2 separate regions of the Muntiacus reevesi genome follow, and region 2 is linked to region 1. A link is a contact called in public Hi-C data. All regions are on one chromosome and are shown on one strand. The core of a region is the stretch at or near the end of the contact, and the rest is flanking DNA. Distances in the headings are between cores, read along the strand shown.

Region 1 (5,664 bases), core at 1,105-3,604:
TTTTTAATAGATCATGTTAGTATTTAAAACAAACTGAAAGTAATGTCAAGTGTTAAAATCCAAGACATCAATTAGTCTGTACTTTTTACTGATGTTTCAAGTAAAAGCTATAGGTTGCTTTATATGAAAAACAACAATAGCGTGTCTAACTAACCCTGTATCTGATACAAATGCTTATTAGAAATAGCTTACTCGATGATGTAAATTTCTTAAATATATTAATCTATTAGGGTTCATGTGCAAGAAACTCATGCTGGTCCTGGAGTGATCTAGAATATTTCAGAAACTCAAAGATCTAAAGGTAGGCAAAGAGGAACTGATCAGTCTAGTGAGCTGTTTTGAATTCTGATGACACTGGTAAGGAACTAGAAAAGGGGAAGTAGATCAGGGAAAAGTTTCTAACAGAGAGGAAAGTAAAGTGCAGAAGGGACAATGCTTTCTCTGCAGACATGAGTTGAGCTCAGACACAGACACAACAGGATAATAATGAGACAAGTAATATAAAGTAATGTCAAGCTAGTGATGGGTATTCAAAGCCAAACAATAACTGAGATTAGAGTCGGTGTGTATTGATAAAATTAAGGCACTGCATGGAGTTCTTAAAGAATCCATATATTAAAGGACGATTATTCTCAGTGCATGCAAATTGGAACTGCAGGGTTAAAGACTAGAAAATTCAGAAATATAAAGGTTACACTATTTTAAAAGATTCAGCTAGCACATATAAAGCAATTGCAGCATTGCAGAGAAAACAGAAATAAAAGACTCAAAGACCTGGTTCCATGAGTAGGAATTTTAAAATTCTCATTCTTTGGGATACTTCAGATCTACAGATGACTGAAAAAAACTACCTGAAACAGCTTTTATGCTTTCTCTATCCCGTTATTGAAAATAATTAAGCTTACCATTCATGTCATCTTAAATGTATCATATTAAGCACTGAGAACGCTTCACCCCTGCTAATACCAGGACAGTGAGTTCTGTATATTAAAAAATATTTTGAAGTATTGATATCTGCATATAAACTACCCCCCTAGGTGAATAACGGCGTTTCAACTGATTTTTCAACCGACAGAAAAACAAAAGCTTCTAGTCGCTTACTGATCACTTAAGAAAAAAACTCAAGTACGACATCCAATTAAATGCCCTTATCTTAGACGCACAGCCACACCGTCCGCATAACCGTCCTCTACTAATCACTTATTTTTTTCAAATACGTTCATCTGACATCCCAAACCCCAAACAAAATCCGTCTCCCTGCGGAGCGACGAGCTCCCCGACTCCCTTAAGACGCGTGGACTTGAAAATAAGACATCTTCCAGCCAGGGTGGGGGGAACGGGAATGCCAGCTCGTAAACACCTAAGGCGGTGGAGAGGACCCCCAGGGCCGGCACTCGGTTCGGAGACAAAGCTCAGAACCGCCCAGCTCGGTAACACACAAAAGGAGAAATCACAAAAGCTCCCCGCTCCGGGCGGGGCCCGAGACCCGGGAAGACGTTACAAACGGATGACACCGCGGCAGGGCCGGCGGTCGGGCCCCACTTCTCGCCCGCGGGCCCGCGGCGGCGATCCCCGGCCCGGCAGGGCTGCGGGGATGCGGGCTCCGGGCCACACCGCCAAACCCCCTTTGGGAACCGGCGAGTTCGCAGGCCGGGGGTTGGGGTGGGGGGGGTCGGCGACAATAAAAGGAGGGAGGAGTCAGCCCACCTCTCGCCCCGCGCGCGCCGCTCGGCCCGGTGCGGGGAGGCGGCGGGCGGTGCGGCGGCTCCGCAGCGGGGCCGCGCGCCCGGGCCTCGGCGGCCGGCGGGGGTTGACGCAGCGCGGCGACCGCGGGGACCGCAACGCCGGCTCGCTTCCCACCTCCGCCCGCCCCCGCCCGGCGGCCCGGCAGCCCGGCAGCCCGCCCCCTTCCCCCGCGGTCTCGGTCCCCTCCCCGCGCCCGGCGCCGGCAGCGCTGCGTCTCACCTGCAGGTGACCTGCTTAGTCCAGCCGCCGCCGCCGCCGCCGTCGCTGCCGCCTCCCCCGCCCCCCGCCCCCGGGGACAGCGAGGTGACTGCGGGGATAGGGGTGGGGGAGGCCGCTGCCGCCGCCGCCGCTGCCGCTCCTGCTCCTGATGGTGTGGCTGTTGTTCCGGGAGCTGCAGCCTCCGCCATTACTGTTTATCCCACACAGCAATGGCGCCGGAACTTCCGGGATCACATAATTCCGGTCCGGCCGCGGCGAGAAGGCGGCCAGGCGACGGGTGGGGAGGGGAAGGACACTGAGGCGCCGGCTCGCTCCCCTCGGCCCCGGCGTCGCGTCGACGAGCGCTCTCGCCGCTCGAACTGCGGGCCGGGGCCCGAGCGCTCCCCCGGCCCGCCCCCAGCGCCCTCTGATTGGTGGACGAGGCGGCTCCGCCCGGGAGGGGCGGGGCTAGGGCGGGCTCCCCCAGGTGAGGGCCCAGCCCCCCGCCCCACCTACTGCCCCCAGGTTCCTCGCCTAGGGAACCAAAGTCCTCATTTCAAGGGCACTCACCTGGATGAGTCCTTCCCAGCAGAGGCTGGTGCAGTGGAGAGGTGGAACTGGGGTTGGGGTCGGGGGGTCCTGGGTTTGAATCCAGACTTTGCTGGTTCTACCAGTTAACCTAACTGTACGAACTTGGACAGGATACCCATTATCTCTAGCCTCAGTTTCCTTGTCCGAGTAGGCTTTATATATGTGGCAAGTCACTGAGCTTTTAGTGCCTGGCCAGACTGAACATTTTTTTTTTTTCAGACTGAACACTTTTAACAAATGTTCTCTCCTGTTCTTCCCGTTAGAGGTGTGATCTCAACCCAAGAGAAGAGCAAGGTGGCTAAGCAAAGGCTGTGCAGTCGACTTGTCTCCCTTAACCTCGGGCCATCTCTCATTCCTAACGATGTAGTTTTGAGTCAGTTAACTTACCTTAGTGTTCCTCCTCTCCGTCTGTAAAATAAAAAATAATTTAAGAATAGTAACAGGACCTACCCCCCAGAGAGTCTTCCCTGGTGGCTCAGATGGTAAAGAATCCGCCTGCAATGGGGGAGACCTGGCTTCGGCCCCTGGGTCGGGAAGATTCCTGGGTTGGGAAGATCCCCTGAAGAAGGGCAAGGCAAACCTCTCCAGTATTCTTGCTGAGAGAATCCGAATGAACAGGAATCTGGCAGGCCACAGTCCAAGGGGACGCAAAGAATCAGACACAACTGAGCCACTAACCACACCTCTCTGAAGCACAACATCTCTGAAAATGGTTGTGAAACTTAAAGTTCATGTAAAACGGTGTGCTTTGCACTACAGTTTTAATAGATATTGAATAATAAAAGCTGTCTGAAATATCCCAGCTTCAAAGAGTTATTTCTAAAACTAGGAAAATTAAGAAGTATTTACTCTTACCTCCCCGGTAATGCTCCCGGTCCACTCAGATGCTGCATACTAAATCCTGAGCAGTTTTTCATAAGCCCTTAAATTTGCTTTTTTACGTAATCTTGAGATTTTACGTAACCTTGAGAAAGTGAAAATCCATCCCACTGATAATCAGACCACAATGTACCCAACAGACACAAACAAGGACAGTGGCAAAGCCAAGGGAAAACAATGTTTCCCTCAAGGCCACAGCATGGCTGCAAAATGACTGACAATCCCCTTTTGAGAAAATGCAACATTTTTACTAACGACTTGCCCAGCCCCGCTTCATTTCTCCCTCCATTACCGAGTCCAAGCTCGATCTGCTTGCTGATGACAGGCTAATAAACTGAGAGATGAGGTGTAGAGGCCAGGAATAGGAAAGTATCACCTGTGGACCGAAGTGGTAGCGTCCTAGGTCCCTGGAACACCGTCCTATGGGGTCCAGGATGCCAGTTTCTTTTAAAGAACAGGGAGAGACAGGAGGTGAGGAAGTAGCTTTATCTTGTAAAATAGGAGGGGCTGTGTTAATTACTTTTTTTCCTGCAGCCATTGACAGGTGAGCATGGTCAGATTGTCTCCCAGTGAGCAGAACAAAGCCACTTTAGTTTAACTTTGGGCAGAGGGCAGGGTTCCCTGAGGCAGGCCATAATGTATGATTATAATAACAAGAACAATGACAGTCAAGGTTTCAGTCAAAGAATCATATTCAACATGGAGTCAGACTTGGCTCTTCCCTGTTACCTGAGCTCCCAAAGATTTATAAGATACCCACTCGCTAAACTGCTGCACCTCACGACAGCACCCAACCCAGAGCTGGTCTTCCATCTGCTTGTGCTGTTATCCAAAAAGAGCTTCAATCCTGTGAGAAACCCCTCCCTGCTCCCTTTTCCAAGATGCCCACCTTCCTCCCCCATGTGGCCTCCCCTTCTGCAGCGTTAACCTCTTTGTTGGACTACAGGTGTGTTCCTGGTAGTTTTTATCTGTTAGGGTTTACCTGTTAAGTAACAACATTTTTGGGGGGTTGGGGGGCACACTGCACTGCCTGTGGGATCTTAGTTCCCCCACCAAGAATCGAACCCGTGCCCCCTACAGTGCAATTGCAGTCTTAACTACTGGACTGCCAGGGAAGTCTTTGCTCTATTTCTTTTTTTTTTTTATTTTTTTTTTATTTTTTTTTATTTTTTTTATTTATTTATTTTTTTGCTCTATTTCTTATTGCATAGTTTTCACCTTCTAATTACTATAGAATTTGCTGCTTCTTCTTCTTCTTTTTTTTTTTTTTTTGTCTGTTTCTCCTAGCTAGAATATAAGCTTTGTAAGGCCAGGGATCTTTGCCTATTTTGTTCTGATATAGCACAGGTCTCTAGAACTATGTGTGACCATATAGTAGTTGCTCAATAAAATATTTGGGCTCTGGGTGAGAGAATTCTCTGATGTTAGAAAAGTTACTATGTCTTGTTTCACCGTCTATACCAATAGGAATAATGAACAAAGAGTCATCTCTTTCTCTGGGAGAACATTTTAGCACAGGGGCAATTTATGCATTTCTTCACACACAAAACATTTATCAGTGATTCTGCTGAGCCAGTGCTACCCAAACAGGTTATATAGGAATCATGAGCAAGTTTTATGCCTGAACATAGTAGCCTGGTGACACTGGGCAAACTCCTGCCTTAAGTAAGCCAGGTGAAATAAGTCTAGTAGTACACCTTCCTCATAAGTATTTAGTGAGTTTATATATAGATAGATATACATACACACACACACACACACATATATGGCTCAAGGAACAGTCCCTGGACGTAGTAACTGCTAGGTAAGTATTTGCTGTTGTTTTCATTGATGCTGTTATATGATAGCAAAAAGGGTTGCCAGATTTAGCAAATAAAAAATATAGGATGCTCAGTTAAATTTGAACTTCATATAAATAACAAATTGAGTTTCAAATCCCAAATATTGCATGGGATAGATACATAAAGCATTTGCTGTTTGTCTGAATTTCCAATACAACTCAGAATCCCGTATTTTATCTGGCAGCCCTACATCAGAACGATACTTGGAGCTTTTCAAAGGCCTTTCGCCAAAAAAAAAAAAAAAAAAAAAAAAAAGCCTTTCGCCCACCTTGTCTGTTTTGTTTCTCAGTAGGTTTTTGAAGATGGACAAGCACAGATGATGTTGCCCCTTTAAATATGAGAAGATGAAGTTGGAGAGACAGGCAGAGATGCTGTGTAGGATCACACAGGCTGTGAGTGACAGAGGAGA
Region 2 (5,664 bases), core at 1,489-3,988, 150 kb after region 1:
CAGGATGTTTGGCTCTAGGTGAGTGATCACACCATCGTGGTTATATGGGTCATTAAAATCTTTTGTATAGTTCTTTTGTGTATTCTTGCCTCCTCTTCTTAATATCTTCTGCTTCTGTTAGGTCCATACTGTTTCTGTCCTTTATTGTGCCCATCTTTGCATGAAAAGTTCCTGTGGTACCTCTAATTTTCTTGAAGGGATCTCTAGTCTTTCCCATTCTATTGTTTTCCTCTATTTCTTTGCATTGTTCACTTAAAAAGGCTTTCTTACCTCTCCTTGCTATCCTTTGGAACTCTGCATTCAGATGGATCTATCTTTCCTTTTCCCCTTTGCCTTTCGCTTCTGTTCTTTTCTCAGCTATTTGTAAGACCTCCTCAGACAATCATTTTGCCTTTCTGCATTTCTTTTTCTTGGGGATGGTTTTGATCACCACCTCCTGTACAATGTTATGAACCTCCATCCATAGTTTCTCAGGCACTGTCTATCAGATCTAATCCCTTGAATTTATTTGTCACTTCAAAGTGTATAATCCTAAGGGATTTGATTTAGATCATACCTGAATGGTCTAGTGGTTTTCCCTACTTCAGTTTAAGTCTGAATTTTGCAATAAGGAGTTCATGATCTGAGCCACAGTCAACTCCCAGTCTTGTTTCTGCTGACTGTATAGAGCTTCTCCATCTTCGGCTGCAAAGAATATAATTAATCTGATTTCGGTATTGACCATCTGGTGATGTCCATGTGTAGTGTCATCTCTTGTGTTGTTGGAAGAAGGTGTTTTCTATGACCAGTGGGTTCTTTTGGCAAAACTCTGTTAGCCTTTGTCTTGTTTCATTTTGTGCTCTGAAGCTTGGAGGGTATAGTTAATGGCTGGCCATACTTGAAACCAGCGGAGTTAGGTATGACTTCTGTCTTGGGAACTTCAAAAGGGTCTGTACATCTTGGGAAATGGGAGTTGGATTATTAGTTGGCAGTGCAGGAGTCCCCAAGTTTTCCTGCACTCCTTAGGCTGTTAGTGGCAGTCACAGTTCCAGCAGAAGGCATGGGCCACGTCTCCAGGGTCTTTCCACTTGTGAGTCCCTGGCAGACTTCTCTGGAAGGCTGTCACTCACGTGGAGATAAAGGGTCATGAATGTAGAGGTGACTGTGGTACCCCAGTGCAGGCAGCCTCCAAGTCCCAAAGAGCAGAGCAGAAGACCGCTGGCCTTCCCTGGCTGTCCTGGCTGATTTCCAAGCTCTGCTCCGCTCCTCTTTGCTTGGTAGAGCTATCTGGCCTTCTTCTGGTTCTTGACAGTTAAACAAACTCCCCCTGAACCTCACACCAAACACCTTCCTATTTGGGGGCTTAATTATTTCTGTGGCTGAATACCCTCCCACCCGTACCACCCTCCCCTCTTCTCCCAAGTAGCTGCCATCCTGGGGGTTCTCATTGCCCAAATTTTGGCTCTGTGCACCAGTGCCAAACAGAAATATGGAGACAATTATGGAGGAGAAGGAAAGAGTGGCTTTATTACTTTGCCAGTCAAAGGGGGAATACAGTAGGCTAGCGCCTCAAAAACTGTGCCCCCCTCCCTGGTAAACAAGGAGGGGTTATATAGTCTGGCAAGGGTACCTGAGAAGGATCAAGATGGTAACGTTCTTCTGCAAAGTTTCAAAAGGGTGAGGTTGCTGACAAGGTTAGGGTGTGCATCGGCTCGAAATGGTTAGGTCTCCTAATTCTTGATGGCCCTTTAATCTTGCCTCAGGTGGTTTCCTGGCTGCTCCTCCCTTGATTAGCAACTGTTCTGCCCTTTGGGACTCAGAGAAGGTCATGGAGGCTGGAGTCTTGCCTACAAGAAACGGGGGACAAAGAGACCTTCGTGTCCAGGAGACCCGCAGGGCGCAGCTCGGCATCGTCCCCATTGTTCCCTTTCTTCACGGTGGGATCTTCCTCAAAAGTGATGAGCCTACAAGGTCAGGATGTGTGTTTCCATGTTCCCAGGACCTTGCACGGTAGATATTATTGAGCCTCGATAAATATTAGATTGAGTTTAAGAAACATACTTGGTTGAATGAATGAGCACTCCGGAGCCACAGCCCCGGAGTCCAAACACGTTCTCCAAATCAGGGCAGCCTGGGAATCCCGCCGTCCAAGGACAACACCCCCCACCCCACTCCTCCCACCAACCCTCCCGTTCCCGCTCAATTGAAAACCAGACCTGTGTTCAGGAAACGGCTGTCAATTTACCCAACGTTCCCGCGTTTCCACGCTCTTTGTAAGGAAAGCTACCATGTCATTGGAGAGACGGACGCACAGTGGAGCGACTGGGTGTGGAGGGCGCGTTTGGGGTTAATTCTATTTGGGGGGCCCCAGGACCCGAGGGCCGGGTGGGTCTCAGCCGGAGTCTGGGTCGCGTTCGCTTTAAAGGGGCGGTTCCCGAGCCGGCGGGCAGGCGGTCCCGGAAGACGCGCGTCGCGCGGCCTGGGCGTCGGAATCCCAGCTCTCCGGCCCCCCCAGTCCCGATTCCTGGTCCTCCGACCCCCGACCCCCCTAGTCCCGATCCCCGGTCCTCCGCTCCGCTACCCTCCGCTCTCCTTCCCCGCCCCTGGCGCCCAGACCTCCAGTGCCCTTGGGACCTCGGCTCTCTGGAGCCCCCACCCGACTCCTCCCCACCGCGCGCTCGCGCCCCGGTCCTCGGCCGTTCGCGCTGCCCCCGCCCCCGGCCCCAGCTCTCCACCCCTCGCCTTATCTGGTTCTTCCTCACCCCCACCAGGCTCTCCGCGCCGCGGCCCTCCGATCGGTCCCCCTCGCGCCCCTCCGCGCAGCCCCGCTGCGTCCGGGCCCTCGGCGGGTGCACTCTGGCGCCGGCGGGCGTGCGCGGTGACCCTGCGGTCGCCGGGCTCGGTCTCCGCCCGCGCGGCCACCTCGCGCAGGTCACGTCCCTGTCCTGGGGACTGCACACGGGCGGCCAGGTCTGCGCGCCCCCTTCATCTCGCTGCTGCCCGGCTGTTTAGCGGAATATTCAGCGGAGACCCGGACTCATGTCCGCCTTGCGAAAAGAAGGAACATAGATGGGCCCTCCTTAAGTGGAGGCAGGCAGCCGAGGCCGTGACCTCTGGGAGAGGATGGTGACCCCCTGGCGCTTCTCTCTCAGGGTCTGCTTGGCGCACTTGAGAGGTTTTGCGCTCAGAAAGGAACTCGGCCTTCTGAGACCCTCTGAGGGCTGTCGCAAGGCTAGACTCTGTTGGCTTCTGCTTGGCACTTTGCCCAAGCTCGTCTCCACCTATGAGGACAGTGGCGAGGGGTCTCCGGAGGGCGTACGTCGGCCGAAGACCAGTTGGAGTGACCTGGCTGAAAATGGGCCGCTGGAGAGAGTCCCTCCGGAGGGGCGGCTGGGCTGGCTCCTCCTGCACGTGCGCATCTGGCTCAGAGCAGGGGCCCTCTTGGTGAAATTCTTCCCCCTCCTCCTACTCTATCCCCTCACCTACCTGGCTCCCAGTGTCTCCAGTCTCTGGCTCCACCTGCTTCTGAAAGCCACCGAGACCTCAGGCCCCACCTACATCAAGCTGGGCCAGTGGGCCAGCACCCGGCGGGATCTCTTCTCAGAGGCGTTCTGCGCCCAGTTCTCCAGGCTGCACGTCCAGGTCTCGCCCCATCCTTGGACTCACACCGAACACTTCCTGCGCCAGGCCTTTGGGGAGGACTGGGGGAGGGTCCTCTGCTTTGAGAAGCAGGAGCCAGTGGGTTCTGGCTGCGTGGCCCAAGTGTACAAAGCGCGTGCCAATCCTGCCTTCCTGGAGAAGGACAGCATCCAGAGACTGGCCACGGCCTCTAGACTGCAGCTCTCCTTGGAAACTGGGGCAGGTGGGGGGCTGGACAAGCTCCCTGGACACCTGGGGAAGGCGGGCAGGCCTCAAGAGAGTCTTGCCGACCAGTCATTTGTAGAAAGGCTGCTCTTCCCTAAAGCGGACCTGGTTGGATCCAATGCATCCTTGTCTCAGGCTTCAGGGCCCACCGGTGAACAGGAGCCAGATCACCTCGTCCCCGTGGCCGTGAAAGTAAGTGTTCTGATGCTTGCAGCCAGACCCTCCCATCTCTAAAACCTCACCAACTCCACGGAGCTACCCAGGTCAGGATACACCCCTTTGCAAATTACCCCACTTTGCCTTCCGTTGATTTCTTTCAGCTTGACCATTTTCTGGGTACCTGTGACACGCAAGCTGTTTGATTTCTTGGCTTGAAGGAGAGTGATGCGAATGGCCTGAAAAAGGAAGATGAAGAGGCTCTGGAGTTGGCTGTCTCTGCGGGGGGAGGACCCATCATCCATCCAACTCACCTCTTGGCTCTGGGGTCGGGATAAATGGGAGACAGACTAGGTTAGGTGTGCTATGGCGAGTCCAAGAGGGCAGTGTTCATTTTTACATCAGCTTCCTTCTCTTCATTTCCAGTCACCTCTGCCCGGCTCCATCATCTCTCCTCTCCACACCTTTCCATCCCTGATCCGAACACCCCCAGGAGAACTAGTGGATGCTTGTAGCCAATACCCTGGTGCTCTCACCCTCACAGAAAAATCCCTCCCAAGGGTGCCTCACTGAGGCACCTAATTTCCAAGGCTGAATCCTAATTTCCAAGGGGAGAGTCCGATCTGGCTTTTTTATAAATGCTGCAAATGAATTGAAACATCAGGCATGTTTAGGAAACACCTGTCCAAAGTATCTTGAAGTTTCCCTTTGCTCTGTGGGAGACTAAAGTAGTAGATGCCTGCTGTATACCAGGAAATGTGTCCCCTTAATTTAATCTGTAAGAGGTGCCTGAGGTGGGCATTTTTTTTAAAACAGGTTTAAAAAAATTTTTTTGCTTATTTACTTGGGTGTGCTGGTTCTTAGCTGTGGCACGCGGGATCTCCTTCTCCCACCAAGGGTTGAACCTGGGCCCCCTGCATTGGGAGCCCAGAGTCTTAGCCACTGGACCGCCAAGAAGTCCCTGTACTAGTTTTTCTTACATGTTTATTTACATTCCACTTTATTCTGAAAAGGATTTGTGGTGGAGGTAGAGGCTGTTATCTGCGTGTTTTTTTTTTTTTTTTTATCTGCGTGTTTTAAATGATGGAACAGGAAGCTGAGAAGAGGTTGAGTGGCCGGTCCAGTTTCATACAGGGGATGAGTTACAGAACTGGAGTTTTTGAAACCCAGAGCTCTTTCCATCTCACCGCTGGAGCCCTGTGACTCTAGAGCAGTATTTTGCAGGCTTAGGACTACCTGACTCAGTTACCTGGACACTCAGTAAAATGCAGATTTCCACCCCGCCTCCCAGCCAGTCTGATTCAGTAGGTCTTGGAGGAGGCTGGGGGTCCACACTTTACCAAGCAGCCCACATTGGTTTTTTATGCTTGCTGATGTTTGGGAGCTGCTGATCTAAACTCAGTGTATTTGGAAGGGAAGCCAACCTATTCTTCCCAGCAAAGCTGAGTGCCGCTCAGGGGAGCTGCCCTTCTGTCCCCTCAGGAAGGCACGAAGGAATGGGTGTTGGAACTGCTTCCCCTTAGCCAGCTGATTGTCCTGTTTCTGTGGGGGGTGGTCGGGGGGATGTTGGCTGCACCACAAGGCATGTGTGATCTTCATTCCTCAACCAGAGGTAGAACCTGCACCCCCTGCATTGGAAGCACGGAGTCCTAACTGCTGAATTGC

What was found. A called contact is a pair of places that touch in the nucleus more often than the background predicts.
Region 2: a contact with region 1 is called in a Hi-C map of blood, with 4 times the contacts expected there. The contact joins the promoter of ADCK2 here to the promoter of MKRN1 in region 1. A contact is called at or near these places in 2 of 3 Hi-C or Micro-C datasets (blood and muscle).

What each region holds. Positions count from the first base shown.
Region 1 is chr6:98,412,017-98,417,680 of mMunRee1.1, forward strand. It overlaps MKRN1 (makorin ring finger protein 1), which reads right to left and starts at 2,355. Exons shown (of 7, transcript XM_065939205.1): 1 at 1,966-2,355. The coding sequence starts at 2,153.
Region 2 is chr6:98,559,179-98,564,842 of mMunRee1.1, forward strand. ADCK2 (aarF domain containing kinase 2) reads left to right here and starts at 2,739. Exons shown (of 8, transcript XM_065939498.1): 1 at 2,739-4,035. The coding sequence starts at 3,103.